Linked DNA regions of Mus musculus: region 1 is linked to region 2. A link is a contact called in public Hi-C data. All regions are on one chromosome and are shown on one strand. The core of a region is the stretch at or near the end of the contact, and the rest is flanking DNA. Distances in the headings are between cores, read along the strand shown. Region 1 has its middle 90 kb from the start of Gm24471. Region 2 overlaps Mrps27 (mitochondrial ribosomal protein S27).

What was found. A called contact is a pair of places that touch in the nucleus more often than the background predicts.
Region 1: a Hi-C map of myocytes shows a contact between it and region 2, with 1.9 times the contacts expected there. The contact joins two enhancer-like sites. A contact is called at or near these places in 3 of 484 Hi-C or Micro-C datasets (the N1E-115 cell line, embryonic stem cells and myocytes), 1 of 115 datasets of contacts at active chromatin or transcription factors (large pre-B cells) and 1 of 9 other capture datasets (embryonic stem cells).

The regions. Positions count from the first base shown.
Region 1 is chr13:99,779,201-99,786,068 of GRCm38.p6, forward strand. No RefSeq gene overlaps it. Among named protein-coding and RNA genes, the nearest start is that of Gm24471, 90 kb to the left of the region's middle. Within about 2 kb of position 3,606, at least 32 of the 459 cell types and tissues checked have an H3K27ac peak or open chromatin away from gene starts, as enhancers often do. A contact at or near this core is called in myocytes, where this site is marked.
Region 2 is chr13:99,364,714-99,371,671 of GRCm38.p6, forward strand. Mrps27 (mitochondrial ribosomal protein S27) reads left to right here. Exons shown (of 11, transcript NM_173757.3): 4 at 512-570. Among named protein-coding and RNA genes, the nearest start is that of Mrps27, 23 kb to the left of the region's middle. Within about 2 kb of position 2,233, at least 36 of the 459 cell types and tissues checked have an H3K27ac peak or open chromatin away from gene starts, as enhancers often do. A contact at or near this core is called in myocytes, where this site is marked.

The DNA of each region.
Region 1 (6,868 bases), core at 2,356-4,855, 420 kb after region 2:
TGTGAATTAAGAGGCAAATAATTTCAAACAAATAACTCCTAAGGTTCTGGCATGTTTTCTTGAACAACATGTTGACAAAGAAACCCATAGACCTGTCCTTGGGATTCACAGGTTCTGTGTCCAAGTGTTGAGTAGAAACACCCCTTTGAAAAAGTGTATCTGTGCTGAACACAACACAGGGTTTCTCTTGCACTGTTCACTAAACAACGTGGATCTGTAACTAGTTAGCTTGTTCACACTGGAATATAGAGTGCTCTTCTGCTCTATGAGCAGTAATCTAGCAAAGATTTCAAAGGTCCAGGAAGATGTGTGTAGGCTATATGTAAATGCTGTTCCAGGTTAGACACAGGAGTGTGGGGATTTGGGTATCTATGGGGTGTAGGTTCTGAATATGAAGAGCGTACACAGTCCAGTAGCTGGTTCCTCGCTCCTGGTCCTAGTCACACAGGAAAAGGCATTGTTTGACCTCCCTGAAATCATGGGTCCTAAGATGGAGTCTGCCCAATGAAAGACGAACTGTAGAAGCCAGTGCTCAGTCTGTCTGAAGGAAATGAAGACAGACTCTCCACTCTCCTCTCTCTCAGCAGCCAAGGAGTGCGCAGGTCCCACAGTGTGGCTGCAAGACAGATTCTCTGTTACTGACCCCATCCCTGTTGCAATCAGACTCAGCACTAGCTAAGTGTGCACTTAAAACCATCCACAATGATTAACTTTGTGTTATGTGCTATTTATCACAATTACAAATTCAAGCATTATTTTAAAATAGTTAAGTGGCTGGCATAAGTCTGTTGTTACTCACTAGAAAGTATGACATTGAAAGACTAATTCTGACAGTGTTCTAGATGCACTCAGACCAGATATGAATAGCATGTGATTCCTATAAGCTAGTTGCTTAGCATCTCCACAACCCGCCCAGTCCCACAGACATTTTTTCTCCACTCTGATCCCCAGAGCTTCTGTGAACTGGGAGTCCCTAACTGACCCTTTGAAACCACCCTAACTGTGAAATTCTTGAATGCTCTGTGATGACATAGTTCAGAGAGATGACTAGTTTGCTTAAATAAAGCTAAAAGAGAACTACCTAACTTGAAGCCCACGGTTCACAGCCTGGAACTACATACAATATAGAAAATGCTGGATTGGTATTACTGAGGAAGGCAGAGGAAGATGTGGGAAAGAAGTCATGAGAAAAAAACATAAAGACACAGATAAAACCTTACAACACTGTAATATGAATGTTACAAAGGCCAGGATGTTATAAAAGGTAGGTGAGTGCCCTCTGTCCTCCCACACCCATAATGCCCATCAACAATCTATCCTGACAAATTCCTAGTATTTACTTAAATCACTGCCTTCCCCGGGAGTATGCTCCTTTATTTTAAATAAAAGGCACACAATTTCAGGTACCGAGTCAATTGGAAGACTGTTTGAGGCTCGGGGCTTTGTGTAGACGCTCAAATATACACACCCAAAATTCAGCCAAGCTCAGCACTAGTTTCCTTGGCTTTTGCCTGGGGTAAGAATTCACAGGAACAATTGCAGAAGGTCTCAGGCTCCAGGGCTCACTAATGGCTTCCCTAGCACTAATCCTCCCTGGAGTGAGGTCTGGGTCCACATCTGCTCTGAGGTCCACTCTGCCCGGCCCGCTTGGGGAGTGCCATTTAAAACCTGTCCATCTCTGAAGACAGCATCTCCTCGCTGGACAGCTGAGCCTGGGGAAGCAGGATGTTAAAGACAGAAGTGTCCTTTCTCATGACACATGCGAGCAGCGGGGAAGGCTTGCCTTTGGGGAAGAGGCCACGGAAGAGAGCAGTGAATAAAGCTGCGGTGGCCTGGAGAGCACCAGCTCAGCGACTCTAAGGTGTCTAAGAACACCCTGTGTGGGCGTTGCCGCGCGATGCAGCTAACATCGACTCCAACCTCATTTCCCTAGTGCTTTATTCTATAATTTGTTCAAACTTTTTTTTTTTTTTTAACAAAAGGAAAGTAATTCCGCATTCAGGAAGCACTATCGATCCAGGCTAATTTGGTCCATAAGGGGCAATTTCAACAGACTGTCAGGTTGCCATGGTAACATCCTGTTTTATTTATAGTAACAAGTTCAAGGTGTGGCTAGGAGATGTAACACATCCCTGTGCTGTGGTTTATGAGTTGCTTCCTGAGATGTGTTTGAGGGAAATTTTGAAAGGTGGGAGGTGGGCGGGGGAGGGGAGTGGGTGGAGGTGGGGTCACTCTGGTTTTCATTTCCATTACAATGGGAGCAGCCTTGCTTTGATTTCTTTTACATTTCAGGATTCTGCTGCGTTAAGCACAAAAAATAAATAAAGCTAGAGAATTGTCTGTAAAAGCAAGTGTCAGGAATGAGAAAACTGAGTCCTAGTACCCCCTCCTATCTCAAACAGGAAGATGATAATGTCCACAGAGGTTCCTGGGACTAGCAGGATCCTAGTTTCTTCGCCTGCAGGCTAGGGAAGGCCTCTGCAACATTTTTAACTCCACTTTTGGCTTGTCTTGGCCATATGCTTGATCTCCACTTGTGTCTGGTTTCTACCCTAACCTGATCCCTAGCCTTCTCCCAGTAGAATACATGATGAGTTCCAAGACCTCTCATGGCCAGTGCCTTTTGCAAGAGCCTGGGAAACTTTTTCCTGCTGTCTGTGTCTATTGTGGAGCCTCTTGAGACTATAGGACGAACTGATACAAAATTTGGCTTGAGTCGTGTGTGTTAGAGATAGCGCATGCCTAGGGTCTCTTGTTTCCTGGGAAGATGCAGCAAGGAGAACTGCATGTAGGAGTGGAACTTCTGCTTGGGAGATGGAGCAAGATTTTGTCTCTTAAAAATAGCAAAAGTTGGGGTCTGGAGAGATGGCTCAGTGGTTAAGTGCATTGATTGCTCTTCCAGAGGACCTGGGTTCAATTCCCAGCACCCACACAGCACCTACATGGTACACACGTGGCAGCTCACAATTATCTGTAATTCCAAGATCTGACACCCTCACACAGACATGCATGCAGCAAAACACCAATGTGCATAAAATAAAAGTAAAAAAAAAAAAATGGGCTGGACAGCTGACTCAGTGGTTAAGAGCACAGATGTCCCCACACCACATAGTAGCTCACAGCCTGTAACGAGATCTGATGCTCTCTTCTGTCATGCAAGTATACATGCACTCATATTTATAAAAAGCTATTTAAGGCAATGACAACAACAAATGAGCAGTTCTTCATATGCCCTTGATGCCAAAAGAGGAGAGGAGAACAGGAAGGCCATGTGATGTGAAGGGAAGAGGAGAGATGTCAGGAAGAGAGAATACAGGGACTCTCTCAGGCTGGCCACTCCATTTCACTGTTAACCTAAAACTGGTCCCCTAAAATAAGGTTATCAACTTTTCTTCAAGCATACCTAAGAACCCAACCAGGCCACCCATGGAGAACGAAAGCCAAAAGCCAGAAAATGATTCACAGAGAGAAGGGTTTACAAAATCAGCCTTAAAAGATAGGATTTGTCACGAGAAAGAGGTGAGAGAGGAAAGCGGTTCAAAGAGAGGCAGTACAGACAAATGGGTAGCGAAAGCCAGGGAAAGGTAGCTGGAACAGACAAGCAGCTAGCTTCACAGCAGTGTAGACACAGACACTCACACACTTGCTAAGAAGTATTAAAACTTGCCAGAGGTACAGCAGCAAAGATGGAGCGATGAAAGCCTTGTCAGCACGAGCCTCTTATTCTAGTGCATCTACCACACGCATCCTGAGTACCAGGGTTGGTGCTTAATTCATCAGGCAACGGGGAGCCAGAGAAGGTTTTGAACCAAAGAACTGACACATATGCTTGCCTTTGCAGTTTCCATGGCAACCGAAGAGCACCATCATTTGCTTTTTCCACTGTAACCTAGCCTCGTGTGTACTGACCCCTGATGATTGTAAACTTTTCCAGAGAAACCTCATTCCGACTCTTTGGTTGGGCGGATTATGACAGCCGCGAGTCACTCTGCAGGCTCACCGGTCACTGAGGGGTAAGACATTTCCCAACTGCCCAGTAGTCTGAGAGGGCTCTCAGGCAGGTTGGAATTTAAACTGTGGAAGTTCTCAGATATCACTTCAAGAAGATACCGCAATACCTACTCAGAAAAGCAGGCACCACTCGAGGGGTTTCAGAGGAAGGAGGAAGCTGTTAAAACTGTTAGGAGGACCGAGGAGGCAAAGGCCACAGAGAGAAACCAAATGCTTCCAAGAAGTCTGGGATTGCACAGTGACCAGCAATGATCTCAGCTTTCTTCAACAACAAGAGAGGCAACTTGAGGAGGGCACATGGAAGTTATTGCAGTAATCCCACATCTGCCATTGATCAACCATGTTTGCTTGGTGATGCTCCCTCAGGAGCAAGAACTTCTATTCTCTTCTTCCTTCATTGCATGACTTTCTGTCATTGGGAGACTATAAAACAGAGCTCTGATGCTGAGGGATTCTGGGGAACATAATTCCAAGGTTTCCAGTCTCTATAGTGCGGGAGGAAGCCATATGGACCTTGGGGTGAAATGACTGCCAAAACAATAATTCCTATTTCCAGTTGAATTATGTCCTCCCAGAGGACATGTTCAATATCCTAAGCACTGTGAATTCAATCTTATTTGGAAAGACGCATTTTGAAGATACAATCAAGTTTAAAAGAAGTTAGTGATTTGGGGTGGACTCTGAGCCAGTGATTGGTGCTGTTATATGAAAAAAAAAAAAAGTCCAAGCATAGACCCAGAAGAAAATGTTAAGTGTGGACACAGACAAGAGTTGGGTGATTCATCTCCAGGGCCCCAAATGCTAAAGATCAGAAACAAACACCAGAAACTGGCCAATCAAGAAAGGGTTCTCTTTTAGAGCCTTCGGAGTGAGCACGGCCCTATTGACATCTTGTTTTCAGGTGTGCAGCTTCCTGAACTTTGAAACAATAACTACCAGTTGTTTTAAGCCACCAGTATATGGCAGATTCTCATAACAGCCCTGAGAAACTGCTTTACTACCACCACATGCATGCACACCAGCACACACACACACACACACACACACACACACACACACACATCACACACACACTATCTTTTGTAGCCTAGTGCCCTGGTAAGATGCTGTTGCAAGTAAGAATGTGTTTCAGAAGAAAGAGTAGGAAAATGAAGAGATGAATAACTATGGGTTATGGGTTTCTTCCAAGTGTAGAAGAAAGGTGGTTTCATGTGAACAGGTCAGTCAGCACAGGTTGAAACTCTTCCAGCACAGCCGTTGCCCAACCCAGACACAACTACCTAAAAATAAACCAGGACTCTCCAGGTGTGGGTGGAAAGTGTGCAATCTTGCCAGCCTTGGTAATTGCTTGAGGAGCTGTGGTTCTCCAGCACAAATTGGCACATGGTATTTTTTTCATTGATTTGCTTGGTGAATAGCTATGCTGATTTTACATAGCAGCTACAAAACCCATTTCTAAAATAGCGAGGCTGCCTCCTAAAAGCATATCCTATTACCAAGTTCACAGTGTTCTTGGGTCATGGGTGGGGGAAAGAAGAGCCTGCATCTTCCGTCTCATCTTTTCTGCAACTTGTGGGTCTGTGAGCTATTTTGGTCCACTTAGCTCCTACCCAGAATATTTGGGCCTGGTTTTTGCTTCAAGGGTCATCCTTGTCTTACAATGGGTTCCTAACATCCAACAGAAAGGCTTAGGAGTGGGTAAGTAGGCAAAAAGAGATGGTGTTTTTCTGGGCATGTGGAAGGGTATATAAAGTAAAGCGATGGTTTCTACAAGTACTGTGAGCTTTACTGTATCTGAGAATTGAAGATATGGTCTGATGCTTGCACAGTAACTTCTAACACTGAGCTGTGTGTATGGCCCCAGCTAAAGTACTAGGGGTTTTAAAACCCTGGTGCTAAAGAAACCCAGGCTCCTGAGCTGGAACCAACAGTCTGTTTGTTCATTTCATCATTAGCAACATTTCTCCAAGAAAGTGAATTTTAGAATAGCAAAGCACAGTAAGCCATCAGAGCCTAAGCTAGAGCCATTTTGATTCGGACATCAGAGAGAATCGGTACTACAGCTGTCAGTTTGGCCTGGTCCAAAGGCCCACCCACTTAGTGTCCAAAGGCCCACCCACTTAGTGTCCAAAGGCCCACCCACTTAGTGTCCAAAGGCAAACCCACTTAGTGTCCAAAGGCAAACCCACTTAGTGTCCAAAGGCAAACCCACTTAGTGGTAGGGCAATCGAACTTCTAACCCATGGCTCCTTCCATGGTAACTAGGACATATGTTGAGTAATAATAATCACTTCTCTTTCATCTTTAGCAGTAAGAAAGTCTGCATGCTGGCCAGCACTCCCTCCTACGGCACATGTCCCTCCCTCCCAGTCAAAACCTCACTGCCTCTTCCAATGATATCGCCTCATGTCAAAGACTGGCAGAGAGGTAAGCCTATCAGATGCTGAATTTCTCTACTGAAGTCTTGCAAGGCCAAGCACATGATCTTTTTTTTTTTTAAACCCACTTCAAGCTGTCTCAGGAGGCCTGGCCGAGAAAGGCAGAGTAGCCTTGAGTTCAATGTGTGACATGGTCTGCCCTAAGCCTGCTTCTCAGAAGGTGTGGCTTCAGGGCTCATCGTTGTATTTCTGTGCCTGTGTCTCCTCTCTGACACAAGCCCAGAAAAGGGCAGAGGCAGTAACCAGGCAGCAACTGCACATTTATGGGTTCTGCCGGAGGTGATTTTTTTTCTCCCTCATCAAAATGCATTACCATAAAGACGGTAGCTTTTCTCATTAATAACTGCGACAGTGACCGGCCTTCCTCGTTTATCAACTTATGGCTCATGCAAAACTGTCAAGTGATCTAATACGATTAG
Region 2 (6,958 bases), core at 983-3,482:
ATTCCCAGCATCCACATGGTGGCTCACGCCTGCCCATGACTCCAGTTCCAGGGCTTCTGACACCCTCACACATGCAGGAACAGAAAACACTAATGAACAGAAGATAAAAATGAGTTCTATTTATTTTAAAAATGAATCTCCGCCATTTCTACTTTGTGTTCCATGTGTTTGGAGTATAGGGTGGAGAGGAAAGACAATAAAGGCGACAGTGTCTGTAAACAGTTCCATGAGACACTCTTGTCTGTATGAGCAAGGTTTGGGTTTGGCTTTTAATGGTGCTTTCTTGCTGCTTGTTTTGTTTTGGACCAAATATAGAAGTACAGAGAAGAGAAGCTACAGTGTGCCTTTTGTTTGTTTTTACCAATGTGAAGCGTTTTCAGAAAGGAGTACTACCACAGGAGCCTCGTTCCAATAAAAAGAGTGCGTGCATACCTTTTAAAGATAAGCACGTGATCTAGATCAAACATGTGGCGTAATTTGTATTCAACCAAGAATTGTTTTTCTCCTCTAGTTTGTGGACAACATTGCATCCCGAGAAGATCTAGATTCTGCAGAGTACTATCTTTACAAGTAAGCTTTTCCGTCACTCTGGCTTCACACTCACTTTCAGCACCCGGGGTTTGGTTTTTTCTTCTTCTTTTGTGGTACTGAGAAGTTTGTGTATATGCACACATACAAATGCGTGTGTGTGTGTGTTTGTGTGTGTTTGTGTGTGTGTGTGTGAGATGAACTCAGTTGCATGCAGTCCAGAACAGAAACAAAGATTCATGTCTTTGCTGTCGTCTTTTTCCATGTAGACCATGCCTGAGACTCTTAACTCCAAGCAGCTCTGATTCCTCTTTTTCATTATAAGAGTTAGCTTTTTTGAAACATTTTTGTGACTTTGTAGATACTTCTGTGTGTTAAGAGTCTAGGTAAGCCATGCAAGGATAGTGATAATGATATACTTATTGTCTAAATGACCCTGCTTCCCAGCCTAAGAGGAATATACAAAACATGTTAAGGCCTCAGGAAAGGCTTATAAGAATGAAGAGTTAGAGCGTTACTCTTTTTTTTTTTCTTTTGGTTTTTCGAGACAGGGTTTCTCTGTATAGCCCTGGCTGTCCTGGAACTCACTCTGTAGACCAGGCTGGCCTCAAACTCTGAAATCTGCCTGACCCTGCCTCCCGAGTGCTGAGATTAGAGGCGTGCACCTTGGAGTTTCTCTGGAGTATCTGAAGTCGGGGGTTAAGCTGGGCCATCAGAGACCTGGTCTTTGAGAAACTTCCACTAGTTAGGCCTTCTGTTGTTATTGTGGCTCACATCCTTACAGAGTGACTTTTGACCTCAGAGTGACCTTAAAAACACAGGCCTACCATTAAGGAATATCAAGCAACGTCTTCATCATAGAGAGCCTTCAACTCCTGGCTGTCCTGCCTGCAGCATTTCTTACTCCCTGAGCAATTCCACCTCTAGCCTTTTGGGGATCAAATGACCCTTTCACGGGGGCCACCTAAGACCATTTTTAAACACAGATATTTACATTACGATTCATAACAGCAGAATTGCAGTTATGAAGTAGCAGTGAAAATAATTCTATAGTTGGAGGTCACCACAGCATGAGGAACGGTATTAGGAAGGTGACCACTGACTCAGAGTAATTCTGATTGCTACCATGGCATAGGCTTCCCTCCTTCCCTGTCACAGCCTGTAGCCACCACCGTAGTTTAACTGTCCAGGAGAAGGCTGATGGACTTGGTGCTGTGGGTCTGGGCATGGGTAGCTCTCAAGCTCCTGCAGTTCCTAGGACTTGTGGCACATAGCACCTTCTCATCTCTTCCCAGGAGTACACATGAAGTCTCTAGACATCACAGACAGGAAAGTGTGGGCATGCAGTATCTCAGGGTGCCAGGGATCTCTATAGGAAGGCTGCTTTGGAGACAGCTGAAGGGACATATGTGTGGGGGCTATGCACTACTCTCTGGGAGCCGCCCACACTGGGATCCACTCTTTGTGATACAAAATGAAACATGAAGGAAAAGAATGATCTAGTTACCACAGTAAACTGCGGGTGTTTAAGGCAGTCAGTCCGTTGACAAAAATCTGGAAACTGTGATTCTCTACATCTGAAGGGAGAATTCAAAAAGTAAGGATAAAGGTGACTCAGTCAGAGGGAAGGTTAAAACTGAGCCCAGGAGTCCGTCAGCAAGCACTTGGAAAGCCGGCTGACTCAGAGCACCAGCTGTGGGGTTGTAACTGAAGCTTCAGCTGAAGTAAGGCATTCAAAAGAGAAACTGACCCAGGAAGAGGGACCTGAGACAGACCTGATGCATGGGTGTGGTTTGGCTTGCTCTTCAAGGGTGTAATATGTTCTCTCTGGGAGTGGTCTGCAGCCCCTCTGAGAAGCCTGGGGCCTGACTGGAGGAAGATGAGGACCAGAGAGAGGGAGAGGTCCAACTGGGCTTCCACAGGCCCTTTGCCTCTGCCAGAGAGCTCATGCCTCCATCTGCTTTTTATGTTGGAGTCTGCAAAGAATATTTATAGAGATCTGCAAGTTGGGAAAGCATAAAAAATGACATTTTAGCATCTCAGTAATGCCTAGCATTTTCTTCTGTTGTGAGTATAAATGACAGATGCCTGTACTATTTGCATCATTTGTCGTTCACACCAATTAAAATCCTTGATTCTTTTCATTTGTAGCAGCTCCCTTACAACTGCGTTCACAGCGGCCAGTAGTTAGACTGCTTCTGCTCTGGGTCTGCTGCACTGAGGACGCAGCGCGGACTGCCTTATCCGGAACTTCTTAGTATCTTGATACTTGTCTTTCGGTGTAATTGGTTTCACTTGGGAAAAACCAGTCTGGAGAGGGGATCCACAGGCCCCCTCCAGGAGCTCAGGATGACAAAAGCTCCAGGGCCCCTATGAGGCAGGCCTGTGAGCAGTAGGCTCTTTTGCCTGGTCTTCCTGCTTCCTTCCCAGCCCCCCTGAAGCAGTCTGTCTCTGAGTTCCGTAATGCAAACGCGCTCTTTCCTTATGCCAGCTTGCCCTGGGAAGGAGGCCAAGTGTGTGGCCGATAGGTACTCTGTCCTCCAAATGAGAGGTTAGGTACTGGGAGTCCCCTGGAGCTGAGGTGTAAGAAGATTCTTCAGGCCCCACGCCACTCTCTGGAGAATAGGGCGGGGGCGGGGTGGGGTGGGTGGGGACATTTCTGCTTTATTTTGGCACCATCAGTGCCCAGTGTGTGGTGAGGTGAGGCAGCAGCTGCAGCCGCATCAGCAGGTGAAGATACAGGGATAGTCAGCCAACAGCAGCTGACACAAAGGCGGTCAGCGGTCAGTATAGAGGGAGGACATTTATTGTTCTGTCTTAAGAACTTTCGTACCTTCTGCTCATTTTCAAAATAACTAAAAGCTACAAACCTTTTCTTTTTCTTCTGGGCAGAGGATTTGTGTTGCCGACTTACTGTTTTGCTGCCTTTTGAGAGGGAAAAGGCTTCCCGCTTTTACTGTCTGTCACCTACAGGGTTCGTAAGCGTGAGCTTTGTGGCTCTGTTTGACTGACAGTCTAAGACTGAGATTGCCTAAGCGGTGAGCAAGGTGTGAGAGGGCAAGGTGCTGCCTGTCCTGAGCAGGTCTCCCAGAGCAAGCCTATCGTGAAGGACCAGGCTGGGGTATAACTGCTCTTAAGGGAACTGTGGGAGAAGGATTCAAGAGTGTGATACAGAGTGCAGAGTGATGGGGAAGTTAGGATTACAGATAAAAGGAAGTGCCTGGAGCGTTGGGAGTCTGTGGACTACTCCACTGTTTATTCTGAGAACTGTAGTGTTCTTTATCTCCTTTGGAACACTGATGAGCGCCCATAAAGTTTCATACAGTGAACATGCCTTTTCCATTTTGGAGACCACCTTTCCTGGGCCTGCTAATCGGGTTCTGAGCTGGACACATACCCCCTCCATGCTTACCGTCCACACTTAGAGAAGTGAACATGGAGGCCGAATGTGTCTCCATTTTTAGGAGACAAAACTACAGATGTACATGCCATAGGAAAAAACACGCCATCGACAAAAGCCACTATCTGTATTGTGACAGTGAGCTTTTGATGTTCCCATGTTAGCATTTGATGGCTACGCTAACAGCATGCAGCTCTAGCCGTGACACTTCTGCCCTCCTTTTTGGTGACCTCTTTAGTGAGGATATTTGCAAAAGCTCACTTAGGCTTCTGCATCGTTTGGGGGACTGTGGTGGTGAAATGAAACTTGTTCCCGTTACTTAGAAGCATCAGTGATCATAAGTGGTTATTTAATCTGCAGCATTAACAGTCATTCCTGAAGGGTGACAGGAATCTCCAATTATACAACAGATTCTCTACTGAGAGCTTACAGTTCTAAAGTGGCCTGTGGTTTCTGGAGAGCAGCATGGAGAATGTTGAATCTGCTGTCACTATAGAAAAGGCTGCAGAGCTCCAGGAGAGGATCCTTGTCTCAGAATTGGACCTCTGTGTGGTCACGGAGAGCAACGTGCCACCCAGTAATGAGAGGGAGGCTGCTGTATCGCGGCCTCAGGCGTCCTTCATCGTTGCTTAGATAACAGGAGTCCCTGGGTGGAGACGGATGACAGGTCGGGAGCAGCTGGGAAGGGACAGATGGCAGCCTGTGTGTCTCCAGGTCCTAGCTTGGCAGCCCACCGAAGGACCAAAATCGCTTCATTTTTCAGTGTTCATAAATACTGTGGCGGATCCTTGGAAGGTGGAGTTGTACAGATGTTTGTGCCAGCGGGGAGAGGGAAAGTCAGGGCTCCTTAGGAGTGAGCTGCATGCAGGCTTGCACAGGAATAGCTTTTTGAGGTCTTAGAGATTTTGTTCAACAACTATCTTAAATTTTTCTGTTAACATATTGCTTGGAGCCGGGTAGTTCGAGGCTAGCCTGGTCTACAGAGTGAGTTCCAGGACAGCCAGGGCTATACAGACAAACCCTGTCACCCTGTCTCAAAACAAAAAACAAACAAAAAAACCCAAACCAACCCATATTGTTTGGTCTCTATGAAACTCCAACTTTTTTTTTTTTTTTTTATGTCTAAAGGTCAAAGGGCAGCAAACAGTTCCTAGAGTGTTTTCAGGAACAGTTCCCTTAACTACTTTCAGGGACAGCGCTCTAACCCGGCTGCTGCTGTGGCTGTCTTTATTTACCCATCCTCACCGAAAGCCTGGGAAGACTCTTAACTATAGTCAGCGCTCTGTACTAGACAAGAGCAAATGGGCCAACTTGGTTCATGCCTCACCAGATGCTCATGAGGGCTTGGTGAGAAGAGCGAGAGCATTGGCCTCTACTACTCCTGAGTCTACTCTTCTCCCCCCTGATCTTTTAGCCTGGAGCTGTAACAGGAATACAGCTCATATACTCGCCTAGCTGTGGCTTACCATTCCCGGAGTGGTCTGCGTGATTGCCACCATCTCTATTACAATGGGGAGATGACTTGGCACCCATGAGGGCTCTGCTCTAGCAGCCATAGCAGTCCAGCTACTAAGAACACCTGTGTGTCCATCTTTGTATAGTGTCCTTTCTTTCTCTGGGGTAAATTTGTAGTAGAGTTGCTGGAACATATAGAAGATACATGTTTAAGATTTTTAAAAAGATGTATTTTATGTATATAAGTACACTGTAGCTGTCGCCAGACACACCAGAAGAGGGCATCCGATCCCATTACAGATGGTTGTGAGCCACCATGTGGTTGCTGGGAATTGAACTCAGGACTTCTGGAAGAACACAGTGCTCTTAACCGCTGAGCCATCTCTCCAGCTCTGATATATTTAACTTTTAAAGAACTTGATAGTTGTTACAAAGTACTCAGCCCATTTTATAATCCCAGCGGACTCTCATTCCTCTGCACTTCATCTGACACATTAAGCTAAATTGATGTGTTTTGATTTTGGTTTAAACTTGCAATTGCCTTATGATTGTCCTTTGACAAATGTTCAGATTTTCTGCCGTCTTGGTGGTTGGTTTCTTTTTACTGAATTTGAAAACTCTTTTTCTGAGTATTATATTTTCATTCACTTACTTTATTTTTCAAAAGTGAGGTTTTACCTTTGATGGAAATCCAGTTCTTCCTGGATTTGTTGTTGTTGGTTTTGGTGTCTTCTAAGACATCTCTACCAACTGAACACCATAGATAATTTTCTCTGATATTTTACTTGAGAATTTTATAATTTTAGGTTCTAGAGTTATGTTTATAAATAGTTAAGGGCTTTTTGTTTGTTTGTTTGCTTGCTTGCTTTGTTTTTTAAAGTTTTGTTTGTTTTTACACAGGATAGAAGATAAGGCTCAAAGTCTTATTTTTTTCCCCTCCCTCCCTCCCTCCCTCCCTCCCTCCCTCCCTCCCTCCCTCCCTCCCTCCTTCCTTCCTTCCTTTTTTTCATTAAAACACCTAATTTTATCCAGGCCATTTACTGTAAGCACAACACTCTTTTCACATTGCCCTGAACCTCTTGGTAATAATTTTCATATGACTTTTTGTTCTATTGATCTCCGTTTTGCTTTATTTGGTATACAAATATCTTGTCTTGCTGGCTATAGTTTTTAATGTAGTCTTTTCCTTAGATAATATGGATATTCTAATCTGGCTCTGCTTTATCAAAGTTCTTTTAAAAAGTCTAAATAGGTCTTCCCATGCTATGTTTGCCTCATGTGTGCACACATTTACATCTCCATGTGGTTTAAGATGTAGTTTGTGAATGAGTGCTTTGCCTACGAGTATGTATGTGCACCGCGTGCGTGCCTGGTACCCACAGAGGCCACAAAAGTGTATCGGATCCCCTTTTGTTAGTATTAAAGGGAACTGTTCTAAAACAGTCTGGAGTTATTGATGGGTATGAGCTGCCATGTTTGATGCTGTGATCCAAGCCTTCATTTCTGCAAGAGTGGCCAGTGCTCTTAACTGCTGAGTCATCTCTCCAGCCCACACATGCATTCTTTCTTTTTGTT